Linked DNA regions of Mus musculus: region 1 is linked to region 2. A link is a contact called in public Micro-C data. All regions are on one chromosome and are shown on one strand. Each heading gives the region's core, a stretch centred on a gene start, on an enhancer-like site or on the middle of the called end of the contact. The rest is flanking DNA. Distances are from core to core; before and after follow the strand shown.

Evidence for each region. Hi-C and Micro-C count contacts between places; a contact is called where the count stands out from the background.
Region 1: a Micro-C map of embryonic stem cells shows a contact between it and region 2, with 2.6 times the contacts expected there. The contact joins the promoter of Fbxl4 here to the enhancer-like site in region 2. A contact is called at or near these places in 2 of 39 promoter capture datasets (3T3-L1-derived adipocytes and stem cell-derived epiblast-like cells), 2 of 484 Hi-C or Micro-C datasets (cortical neurons and embryonic stem cells) and 3 of 115 datasets of contacts at active chromatin or transcription factors (embryonic stem cells and epiblast stem cells).

The regions. Positions count from the first base shown.
Region 1 is chr4:22,353,204-22,359,695 of GRCm38.p6, reverse strand. Fbxl4 (F-box and leucine-rich repeat protein 4) reads right to left here and starts at 2,153. Exons shown (of 9, transcript NM_172988.4): 1 at 2,015-2,153.
Region 2 is chr4:22,281,149-22,286,965 of GRCm38.p6, reverse strand. No RefSeq gene overlaps it. Among named protein-coding and RNA genes, the nearest start is that of Fbxl4, 73 kb to the left of the region's middle. Within about 2 kb of position 3,850, at least 7 of the 459 cell types and tissues checked have an H3K27ac peak or open chromatin away from gene starts, as enhancers often do. A contact at or near this core is called in embryonic stem cells and epiblast stem cells, where this site is marked.

The DNA of each region.
Region 1 (6,492 bases), core at 904-3,403, 74 kb before region 2:
CTTTGAAAGGTAAGATGGCATGTGCATCTATGTAAAGACACATTCACCAGTGATGACTACTAAGTAGAAGCTGCAGAAAGCTATACCACACACTATATGAAACACACGTATACACATTTCTATCTGGAAAGAGCAAAGTACTAAGCAGTGATTATTATTTACACATCTACTACATCAGCACAGGAATTTGATTCTGTTTGTGATACCTTGTTGGAATGGTGAAACTCAAAGGGATATCTGAGAGCTTGAGCATTGAGCTTGCCTGGGCTGAAAGCAGGTATAGAATGTTGTTATGTTATCACTGATAACGGCCAACAGGACACTGCACACACGAAGAGAAGATCCCAAGTCAACAGACGTGCGACTGGGAATCAGTTTCTATGTGGAACAACTCGACAGGGTAAACGGGGTGAGCAAAAAGACAGCTTATTTAAGAATTTGGCCATTAATTCACCTGACCAAAGGAAAGGCAAATTTACAAATTTCAAAAACTGGCAAGGCATTTTAGAGGGAGGGGCGAGACACAAGGGAATTCAACTCAGTGCAGTTCTTCATACCTTTAGCCCCATCTCTCAGGGGCCAGGGCCAACAAGACCTCTAAGAGAGCCCAGCCAAGGCTACATTGAGAGCTCTACCTCAACACTCAAACACAAAAGGAATCCAACCTGCCCTCAACTAAATGTTCATTACAAAAATATCCACTGATGTTCATGATATGTCAGACAAGGTTTGAATCGCCACACACTGTAAAGCTGGAGAAACAAGAGCAGCATGGCATTACCACAGGAAGTAGGTCACTGCTAGCAGTTCAGAAGGTCTCAAGAATACACGGGCGCCAAGTGTTCACCATATACCAGCACTTGACAGGAAGAAAAAGAACAGAACTCGACAAATTGGGATGAAGTCATTGGCCAGTAATAACCAAGAAGGCACAGCATTATTTATCTCACACCAAAGTTGAGTAAGACAACAAACCATGGGGCACGTGCACGGAGGGGGGTGGGGGTTAGTCACAATCCATATTATGAAAGACCCAAGAGGACTCCAAACTTAGAACAGCGAAGACGGCAAATAGTAACGCTTCCAAGCTGAGAAGACTGGGCAGTGGCTTGGTAAAGATTCGACGACCATATTTGAAAGCAAAACATCAGCTGTAAACAACACTGTAAGACAGCAGCAACAGGACCACAAACAACCAGGTCTTAGGCCCTGACCTCTCTGACTTTGAAAACAAAGACGGAATAGGGTTCAAAAGAGCCAAAACGTGGGACAGGAATTTTTCAAATTGGTACGCAAGTCTGGAAATAATGGAATTCAATGACTACTCAAGACTGTCTAATTCTTAGCGCCACTAGATGAGACTTCACTTCCACCCAAGACTTACTCCAAGACAGAGGAGTGCGAGGGACCCTGTACTCATTAATCGTGTAGGACGAGAGAGTGGGCAAGATAAGCAGTGTGCCTGCCTTAGGATCTCCTCAGAGTGTGCGCAGGAAGCAGAGGGAGCAGGTGGCTCCCAACAGAGCAGACCAGTGGGCCACAGCCAGCTAACTTCCTGACCCTTTGTGGATTACAAGTAGAACTGACTGCTGACAGCTCTGGGACTAAGAGCACTTGGGAAGCCGATGAAATGCAGAACCAACCCCATCGCCAAACATAGTTGACAAGTGGCTGGGCCCACCCCAGACGATGGAAAGAAGGCTGCAGCCTGGCATCTCCTGGCTCGAGCCTGCCTGGACAGAAACCTTCCCGCGTGAGAGGGAAGTCAGGGCTGCGCAGCCTGCAGGCCCAGCGTCCGCAGCTCGCCGTGAGCGTGCCAGGCCCAAGAGAGCCGCGACAGGAGGCGGCGGCACCCACGTCCGGTCTCCGCCAGCACAGCGGCGCAGCACCATAGGCACGCGTGGGCCCAGAGCCTCCGCCCCGCGCTCCCCAGAGTGGCGCGCGCCCGGCCCCGCCCACGCCGAGGGGGGAACGTCGAGACCTTGAAGAGGGAGGAAGGAAGAAAGCGCCGTACCCTGCAGGGTCCGGAACTGGGCGAACAGAGCTTCGCCGCAAGCCCGCAGCGTGGGCAGCAGGAGACGGCTCCCAGTATCCCGTGCTGCTGCCGCGGCGGCGGGCCCGGCCCAGCGCGACCCGGAAGGAAGACCGAGGCCGGGAGGCGGGGCGGGGCCGGAGGCGGGGCGGGGCCTGGCGAAGGGCGGGGCCAGGGTCGGGCTGGCTGCTGCCGGATTGCCCTGGTTGTTTGAGCTGATTAGCCAGGCCAGTGGTGCTTTAGAAATGGCCTGTTTGCTCGGGGACTGGCAGCGGGTTGCAGAACCTTTACGCTACTCATCCTGCCAAAGATAGCCCTCCAGAAGTAATGTAGTTCTGCTGGAGCTTCTTCGGACTTGGTGACTCAACCCAAGTATTATGCAAAAAAGCACTTCAGCACAGGAGCACTAGAAAGAGAACTTCTAGAGCAGTAAAAGTTCTCAGCAGGCACAATCCACCAATTAATATACAAATTCTTCAGCCCTCAGAAACAAACCTTCCCTGCAGGCGCATATTCACCTGACCACCTGTGATGAAGATGCTGTCACGGGTCTCCCTTAAGTCTCCATTTCTTTTCAAATGAACCTTTCTTCAGTTGTCGTTACATCTGTCTTTCCACAAGGTTTCCATTAATAAAAAAAAACTTTAAGATTTATTTTAATTTTTTATTAATCTGTGTGTGTGTGTGTGTGTGTGTGTGTGTGCTGTTCATGCGCACACATGTGTTCAGGTGCCATTGAAGGCAGAAGAGATCAGATATCCTGGAGCTGAAATTACAGGCATTTGTGAGCTGTCAGAAGTGGATTCTGGGAACCAAACAGGGTCTCTGAAAGAGCTGTCTCTCCAGCCCTATTTATGGGAAACTCAATAATATGCTGAACCACTCATGATTTCCAATTTTCTCTTGAAGAAGCAAAATAGAAAGAATACTTGTTAATTTTATGTTACTTTCTTTTCCATCGCTGTAACAAAACATCACAGCCAAAACAATGAGACTTGGGATTCCAGATGGTTAAGAATCACTTACATACCCGGAGCACTGCAGCAAGCACCAGGTATGGTGGCACAAACAACTAAGAGCTCACATCTCCAACTGCAAACAACGAAGTACAAAGAACCAACTCGAAACAGGTAAGTCTTTGATCTGTCAAAGCCAGGCCCAATGACTGACTTCCATCAGCAAAGCCATACCTCCTCCACCTCCCCAAACAGACCAACTAGGAACCACATATTGAAAGGCCCCAGCATATAAAAGTATCTCATCCAGACCACCACATGAAGTGAAACAATTATGCTATGCTGTGTAATCTACACAAAAGTGAAATTTTAATCAAAAACTTCAAACTCAATTTCCATCTTCCATTCTTAACTGTGACACTATCTGGTGAGCTAGGTTCTAAAAGGAGAGGGTTAGAACTGGGTGTGGTGGAGCATGTCTTTAATCCCAGCCATTGGGGGGCAGAGGCAGGCAGATGTCAGTGAGTTCAAGGCCAGCAGGAAGAGCATTCCATCTCTTTAACACCAAGGGCAGCTGTGAGGTCAGCTTGTCTGTCATCTCAATCTGTTCATCACAGAGTTTTTGTAAATCTGAATATTTATTCTAAAATAAAATCTGTGTTTAAATCATGCTAATTTATTAAAAATAAAAAACCTGACCCTTTTATATTTTCTGATAAGACTTCAGTTAATGCGTATAAAGAACTCAAACTCCATTTAAACTACAGAAGTTACTCATTCTAAAATGAAGTGTGTGTTTTTAAGCAAAGACCTTCATTTAGTCTTTTATTCACTCTCCACACTTCTTTCTTCACTATATTTATTTTTTTTAATTTAATTTTTTTTTTTTTACTTATTCACTTTACATCCTGCTGATTGCCCCACTCTTGGTTATCCCCTCCCACAATCCTTCTCCCATCCCTTCCTCCCCTTCTCCTCTGAGAGGGTAGAGGCCCTCTAGGTATTTCCCAACCCTGGCACTTCTGCGAGGCTAATCACTCCCTCTCCAATTGAAGCCAGATAAGGCAGCCCAGCTAGAAAATATCCCACAGACGGGCAATAGCTTTGGGGATAGCATCCGCTCTAGTTGGTTAGGACACACATGAAGACAAGCTGTAAATCTGCTACATGTGTGTGGGAAGGCCTAGGTCCAGCCTGTGTATCTTCTTTGGTTGGTAGTTCAGACTCTGAGAACCTCAAGTGTCCTGGTTAGTTGACTCTGTTGGTCTTCCTGTGGAGTTCCTATCCCCTTCAGGGCTGCAATCCTTCCTCCCTTTCTTCCATAAGAGTCTCCAAGCTCCATCCACTGTTTGGCTGTGGGTGTCTGCATCTGTCTGAGTCAGCTGCTGGGTGGAGACTCTCAGAGGACAACATGCTCCTGTCTACAAGCATAACAGAATATCATTAAGTATCAACGGTTGGTGCTCACCCATGGGATGGGCCCCAAGTTGAAGTATGGTTTCTAACTGAAACGTAAAGCATATTCAGAAAAGGACACAAAAGCTGGATGTAGTGGATGTCCATCGGTAATCCGAGCACTTGGGAGACAGGTAGAAGGACCAGGAATTCGAGGAAAGTCTCAGTTACACAGCAAAGTCAGTGCCTTCCTGCAATAAATGAGTTAGACTTTGTCTTCAAAAAGGAAAAATATAGAGAGGAACGGGAAAGGGAAAAAAGAAACTGACACAAAAATAACTGTACAGTTGGATAAAAATAGGTACACACTCACACAATCAGTCCTCAGATAAAAACTGGATAATTACTGGTGAGAAGTCCCCATATGTCCTTCTGATCTTTTCCCATTGCCCTGTCCCCAAAGTTAGCATTATTCTGACTTTTTAAAAAAGAGTGTTTGCTCAAAACAACCCTGAGATTCCACCTTACAGCAGTCAAAATGACTAAGATCAAAAACTCAAGTGACAGCAGATGCTGGCAAAGATGAAGAGAAAGAGGAACACTTTTCCACTGCTGGTGGAATTGCAAGCTGGTACAACCACTCTGGAAATCAGTCTGGCTGTTCCCTAGAAAAGTGGACATAGTACTACTGGAAGATTCAGCTATACCACTCCTGAGCATATACCCAGAAGATGCTCCAACATGTAATAAGGATACATGTTCCACTGTGTTCATAGCAGTCTTATTTATAATAGCCAGAAGATGGAAAGAACCCAGATGTCCCTCAACAGAGGAATAGATACAAAAAATGTGGTACATTTACACAATGGAATACTACTCAGCTATTAAAAACAATGAATTAATGAAATTCTTAGGCAAATTGATGGAACTAGAAAATATCATCCCGAATGAGGTAATCCAATCTCAAAAGAACATGCATAGTATGCACTCACTAATAAGTGAATATTAGCCCCAAAGCTCCAAATACCCAGAATACAATTCACAGACCACATGAAGCTCAACAAGAAGGAAGACCAAAGTGTGGGTGATTCCGTCCTTCTTAGAAGGAGAACAAAATATTCAAGGAGCAAATATGGAGATAAAGTGTAGAGCAGAGACTAAAGGAAAGGCCACCCAGAAACTATCCCATGGGGACTCATCCCACATACAGTTACCAAACCCAGACACTACTGTGGATGCCAAGAAATGCATGCTGAAAGGAGCCTGATATGGTTTGTCGCCTCTGATTCTGACCAGCAGAAAGGAACGACGACACTAAGTTCTTCTCAAAGCAGTTTATTCAGGAACCTTTCAACATGCATGCAGAAATCAATCTCTCCAGCAAAAAACAACAACCACCTGCCCTCAATCGCAATCCCTTATATAACCCCTCAACCATGCCCCATCAGCCCAGTCCACATAACAGCAGTCCATTGGCCAGAATCATCACTTGTCATATGGTCTGATCTTGCATCATGGTGCACCTGCACAGTTCTCACGATGGTCGTGGCTTATTTTCAGGTGTATGAGGAAGTCAGGTGCAAGTCATAAGACTTAGCTGCAGTCCCGGGCGCCATCTAAGGACTGCTGCCACACCCCTCCTCACATCTCGCCCTTCTTATTGGCAGAGAGAATGCCTGTCTTAGGTTACCCCCTGCGGCAATGAGCCTTACCCATCCTTGGGAGACAAACAGCATTGGTTTGATCCCTGTCTTAGGTTGGTGACACGCCCAGGGAGTCTTACCTGTCATTGACTACTTCTCTAGCATGCCAAGCCACACTTGAGGAGATTGTCCTGTTTCCATTGCCGCAAAAGCCTGCATCATCAAGACTTGGGATCTGCGCTGATGACTCTGCATGTGGCAGGTGCACCAGAAGGCCAGGATGCTGATTAATATCAGACACAGGGCAAGTCCATCAATTCCGGCCCACTCTTTCAAGCGGGAGACAGCTGTAAGCAATCCAAAGCTTCTGCAACACCCGCAGAAAAATTATTCACAGTCACGGCAGTTTTAGTTTAAACAAAGTAGCTTGAACAGGCAAAGGTACAAAGCAAGGCATCCTAGTCAC
Region 2 (5,817 bases), core at 2,601-5,100:
TTGCAGTTCTAACATTTTTTAGCATAGTTGAGCAAACATGAGTCCTAAATTGACGTATTATGAAACACGATAAATAAGGTTTCAAAGGCTATCTAAGACTGCAAAGAGGCTTTGAAACAGACCTCGCCTTTATGTGTCTGACTTCCTGGGAGTTCGTGCACTGTGTGAGGACACAGGGCTGGACTTGAAGGCTTCTGGTTAATTTTACAACAGCCACAATGAGTGGGGTGGGGGGGGGGGGTGGGCAATGGAAGCCACTTCTGCAAAATCCTCTATTATAAATAAGACTGTCCCTGTGGCCAGCTTGGAATTGGAAGAGCCCTCACAGTGTCTGTTAAAAGACTGCACCACCAATTGCAAGAGGTTAACTGCTAATGGATAAACAATTCAGCTCAAACAATTTCAGTTGAAATTCTACTTTGTCTAATGCACAAAGATGTTAGCTGCTGAGCCTGGACTGTGACACTAGTGCTGGAGGTGGTAGCAATGGTGTGTGTGTATGTGCACACACATGCAGAGGTAGGGGACAGTGTTTAAAAAGAAATCACCTACTCGTACCCATAAATGTGGCAAATGCTACAGTAAAGGGCATAGCCAATGGCTATGGGAACAGAGAGGCAAACGGACACAGATCCTAAAGTATTGGCAAGAAGTCTAGTTGCTTCAGTGTCAAGATACAGACAACAAAACTAAGTTCAGTGTCTTGAGAAAAAAGAATTTCAGAGTGAAACTTAAACAATCTTCCGATCGGTAAGTGAGTGTGTGTGTGTTTGTGTGTGTGTGTGTGTGGGGGGGGGGGGGGATGAGGAAGAAGCAGGACCAGCTTGAGGCATTCAGTGACTCCTGACTTTTTCCTGTTGCTTTTCTGTAGTAATCTTCTGATATGGAGAATGTCAGCTTCATTACTTCACTGCAAAGGCAGACGATGTATCTGTTTTGTTCATTGTCCCCAAGAAGCAGTTGGCACTAACAAACATACAAAGTATCCCCCTGAAAACTGATAGCTAACATACAGAACCCTTAATGAACATCTAGTCCAAGAAGCAGGGATTTGAGGAAATATATATATATAGAGAGAGTATATATATATATATTCTACCCAAGATATCAAATAACTTTACTTTTCAAGAGTTTCAATTGTACGTAGACTTCAATACAAAACTATTGATTGTAAAATTCCAGAAATAAATATTTTATTAGCTGTAAATTGCACACTTCTGACTAGCATGATGGAATCCACTGTTATTCTACTCTTACCATCCAAAACAGTGAATCATGACCTTGTCCAGTGTATGCATGGTGTATGTGGTACTAACTCGGATATCAGATGAACTGCAGCAGCACTACAGGGCTTGCTCTTTAGAAGCCCATTTTCATTCCTTTGTGATTTCCTTCCAACGCACATAGCTGCTCTCTAACAGGATCCTAAAGTCGCCACACTTGGCCAGGACCCAGAGTAGACAACACTGATCAAAGAGCACAACATCTTCTCAACAATGATGAGAACAGTTGTGTGCATTGTGATGGTTTGTGTGAAAATGACCCTCACAGTCATGGACCTTAGAGAACCTTGGAAATTTACCTTAGAATAAAAAGATAGAAAGCAGTACCCCAAATAAATGGATCCAGGAAGCAAGCTGTGTAGCCATTTTAATATCTGACAAAACAGACTTCAATACAAAACTATTGTTTGATAGGGAAGGGCACTACAAAGGAAAAATTCACCAAGGGGATACTGCAATTCTAAACATTTGTACACCAAACATAAGAACACTTACATTCATAAATGAAATACTTCTACAGCTAAAATCACATAATCTCACATAGTGATAATGAATAAATTCAATATCTCACTCTCATCAATACCAGGGTTAAATAATGTCATAAACTAAATAGACTAACATATATCTATAGAACATTCTACCCAAACACTAAAGAGTATGGGCTTTTCTCAGAAGCCCATGGAATCTTAGCCAAAATTGAGGACAAAATGGTCACAAAGCAAGTTTCAACAGACATAGAAAAACTGAAATAACACCTTCTAGCCTATAAGGACGCAAAGGACTAAAGCTAGATATCAGCAACAGTAGAGATGGCAGAAAGTATACAAACTGATGGAAGTTGAACAACTCACTGTTGAATAAAAACTGAATCAAGATAAAAATCAGGCAGGAAATTTAAAGGGTTTTAGAACTGAATGAAAATGAAATCACAATATTGTCAAAATATGGAACACAGTGAAGACGGGTCTAAGGGGGACCTTCAGAGTTCTAGATGCCTTTATCAAAAAACTAAGATGATTTTATGCTAGTAACTTGACACACCTGAAATATCAAGAAAAGCTTGAGCTAACATCCCAAAGGAGTCCTTGGTAAGGAATAATCAAATTCAGGCATGAAGTCAATAAAATAGAAACAACCAACAACTAAAATGCAAAGGATCAATGAAACGAAGAATTGGTTCTTTGAAAAATTAACAAGATTTACAACCCTTAGTCAAATTAACTATAAAGAGGGAAGATTCTAATTATTAAAGTTAGAGGTTAGAAAGGTTACATTACAATAGACACACATGAAATTCAGAGAATCACGAGGACATACTTTTAAATTCTGCATTCCACCAGACTAGAAAACCTGTATAAAATTTATGGATTTCTTCACACACACATTTACTTATATGTATTTATTTACTTACTGAAGTAAAATCAAAATCATATGAGCAATTTAAACACACCCATAATTCTTAGTGAAATATAAGCAGTAATTAATTCAAGCAAAGTCTAGAGAAAGGGAAAATATTTTTGCCAATTATGCATATGATACAGAGTTAGTATTTAGAATATGTAAAGAACTAAAAAGAAAATGAATATCAAAAAAACCAAACAACACAATGAAAACAGGAATAGAGAAATAAACTGGGAGTTCTCAAAACACAAGTAACCTGAAGCTCTTAAAGAAAAGCTACCCATCCATTGCCCCAGGGGAATGTCTTACCTCAAAATGACTAGGATCAATAGAATGAAGGACAGCTCATGCTGTCAAGGATGTGGGGAAGGAGAGTACTTACCATTGCTGGTGGGAGTGACAATGCGTATAGACACCCGGGAAATCAGTACGGAGGTTCCTCAAAAAGCTGAAAATTAATATACAAGATCCAGCTATACCACCTTTGGGCGTATACCCAAAATTCTCTATATTTTACTCTAGAACTATGTACTCATCCATGTTCACTACTGCTCTATTCATAATAGCCAGAAATTAGAAATAGCCTAGATATCCATCTGCTGATGAATAGATGATGAAAATGTACATTTCCACAATGGAATATAATCAAGCTTTAAAAAGAGAGAAAAATTATAAAATTTAAAGTTCTGCTGTTTCAAAATAATACAACATTCCCTGAAACAAACCTTCTTGCTTCTATAGTATTTAGACTGCAATGTCCTCCTGATAACTGTCTCCCATCCCACACTTATTTCTAATTTCTCTTGGTACTTTCATAGTTCAATGTTAGATCCTTGGGATTGCAGCAGATCATATTGTTACAGTAATAATAATAAGTGATCTTATTATCTCCCTTGGCATTCAAGTGTTGGAAATGTAATAACCAATGCAACACTGTTGAGCAGTGGTGGGGACAGAGAGACACGGGTTTCTGCCCCTGGAACAGGGCTCTGGTGTCGGCCTCCATGAGTGTAGATGATTGTTGTGGGTGTAAGGCTAGTTTGTATAATAGTATACATATTTTCTGGAACCCCTGCTGGCAGTGGAGGACTCTTTCCTTCAGAGGAAAGTCCTCCTGATTAAGGTTCATGATTCCATGATAATTAGAAACAGCAGGAGTTGAGGGTGTGGCTATGACTCAGCAAAGTAGACCTGAGAGCTTTGGGACAGCCCTTAAAGCTATGAGAAGGAGCTCTAAATACATTCGCTCAAAAATTTATATTTTCTCAATTATGTAAAAAATAAAGATGCAATATGAATCATAAGAGGAGCTTCACAAATCTAAAGGAACAAAAGCAGCTTTGCTGTAAGCCAACTTGTATGGAAATTACCCAGGAAGAAGATAAGAGATTTAGGGAGTGGGGATTGCATAAGTCCCACATAGATGAGTTTTCTGTTTATGCTTTCAAAGGCAGATAGATTCTTGAGTTCAGGGTCAGCCTAGGAAAGAGAGATGTTAGCCTCAGGCGTGGTGGAAATGGTAGCTGCAGGGCAGGGTTCCATTCTACTAGTTTACCTTCTGTTCTTAACAAAGGAAGACAGATCTCTGAATTCTTTTGGAATGATAAGAAAAAAAGATATGCTTGCTGTCTCCTAAAAACCAAAGGGTTGGCCTCACAGGATGTGATGTGGAATTATAAGGCAATCAAAAGGAAACCTGGAGTAAATGACTGGATTGATATGTAAATAAAAGACTGGACCTGTGTTCTGCAGGAGAGGAGCTATTCAGAGAATTTTTTTAAGATAAAAGAGAGAACAGCTTGGAGAACTGACACAAGCAAGCAGGACATGGATAGAGATCTCCAGAAAGTTGAACCTAGACAGACGCAGGCTGGAACAAGGTTGTATGAAGCAGAACACAGGTCGTCTTCCAGTTGTTCTTTTCAGCAGTCCCAGACACCCCTTCTCTCAGAACCCTTCTCCAAGCTAAGGCTGATCCTTGGCAGAATGGGACCTCTAGGACGTGATCTTGTCATGAAAAGGGTGTTTGATTTGCAGGGTGTGGCCATTGCAGGCTAGGTTACTATTTCAAGGCCGGTCATTGCACAGTAAGTTACTATTGGTTGTTTTTTGCTCTTTCTCTTTTACTTTCCGCCATGGAAGGTGGTCATAAGAATTCCCCACCAGACATTGGCCACTTAACATTGGATTTCACTACCATCAAAACTATGAGAAATGGTTCTTCTTTTTCTTTTTTAAGTTAGCCAATCAATGGTATTCCATCATAGCAATGCAAGTGAACAAAATGAATGGTTTGAATCATGGCTGTCTTTTTTTTTTTTTTTTTCTAAATTACAGCCTTCCCAAAGACAAAAGACAGAGCATGAGTTCTCACTACAGCCTTCCAGGACTACCTGCTGATAGAAGGCTTATATCTACACCATATAACCTTATGACATTCCAAGTCTATCTTCTCTTCCATAACAGGATAACTTTATAAGCCTGTTGTTAAAAATTCAGCGAAATAATAAAGGTGAAGTACAAGGCTTGGTGTTTGATATGAAAACTACTATTCACAAAATGCTCAATATTGCTTTGAATGACATTCAGTAAATTTACTGAGTTAATAACAATTGAATTAATAACTTAACTGAATCAATCACTTAATTCAATTAATAACAAACATCAGTAACAATGGGTGGCTGCTCCGTGCCAAGTGCTATTGAAAAACCACTACACTTATTATTTCATTGTATTCTTCCAACACCAAGAGGAGGGTGTATTATCAAGTCTATTTACTGAGAAGAAAGCTGAAGGAAAAGAAAGCAAAGCCACTACTTGTTCAGAGTCACACCACAGTTAAAGAGAAAAACACCAGAAAGCTCTTCCTACCACGCATGTTCCTGTTTCCAAGGCATTTGTTGTAAAAGCTTTCCTGTCTTTAGCACCCTATTTTCTGACCCACATAGAACTGTGAAAAAACAGTATCATCTTACATTACAACTTTGCTTTACAGATCTCTAAATAATTTTTTGGAAGCACAATAAGATAACAAAGGGATGCTAATATCATCACATTATCTACTAAACTCAATAGTGTCACTTGCATAAGATCATCTTGTTATTTTCTTTAAAAACAAATTTTATTTTTTAAA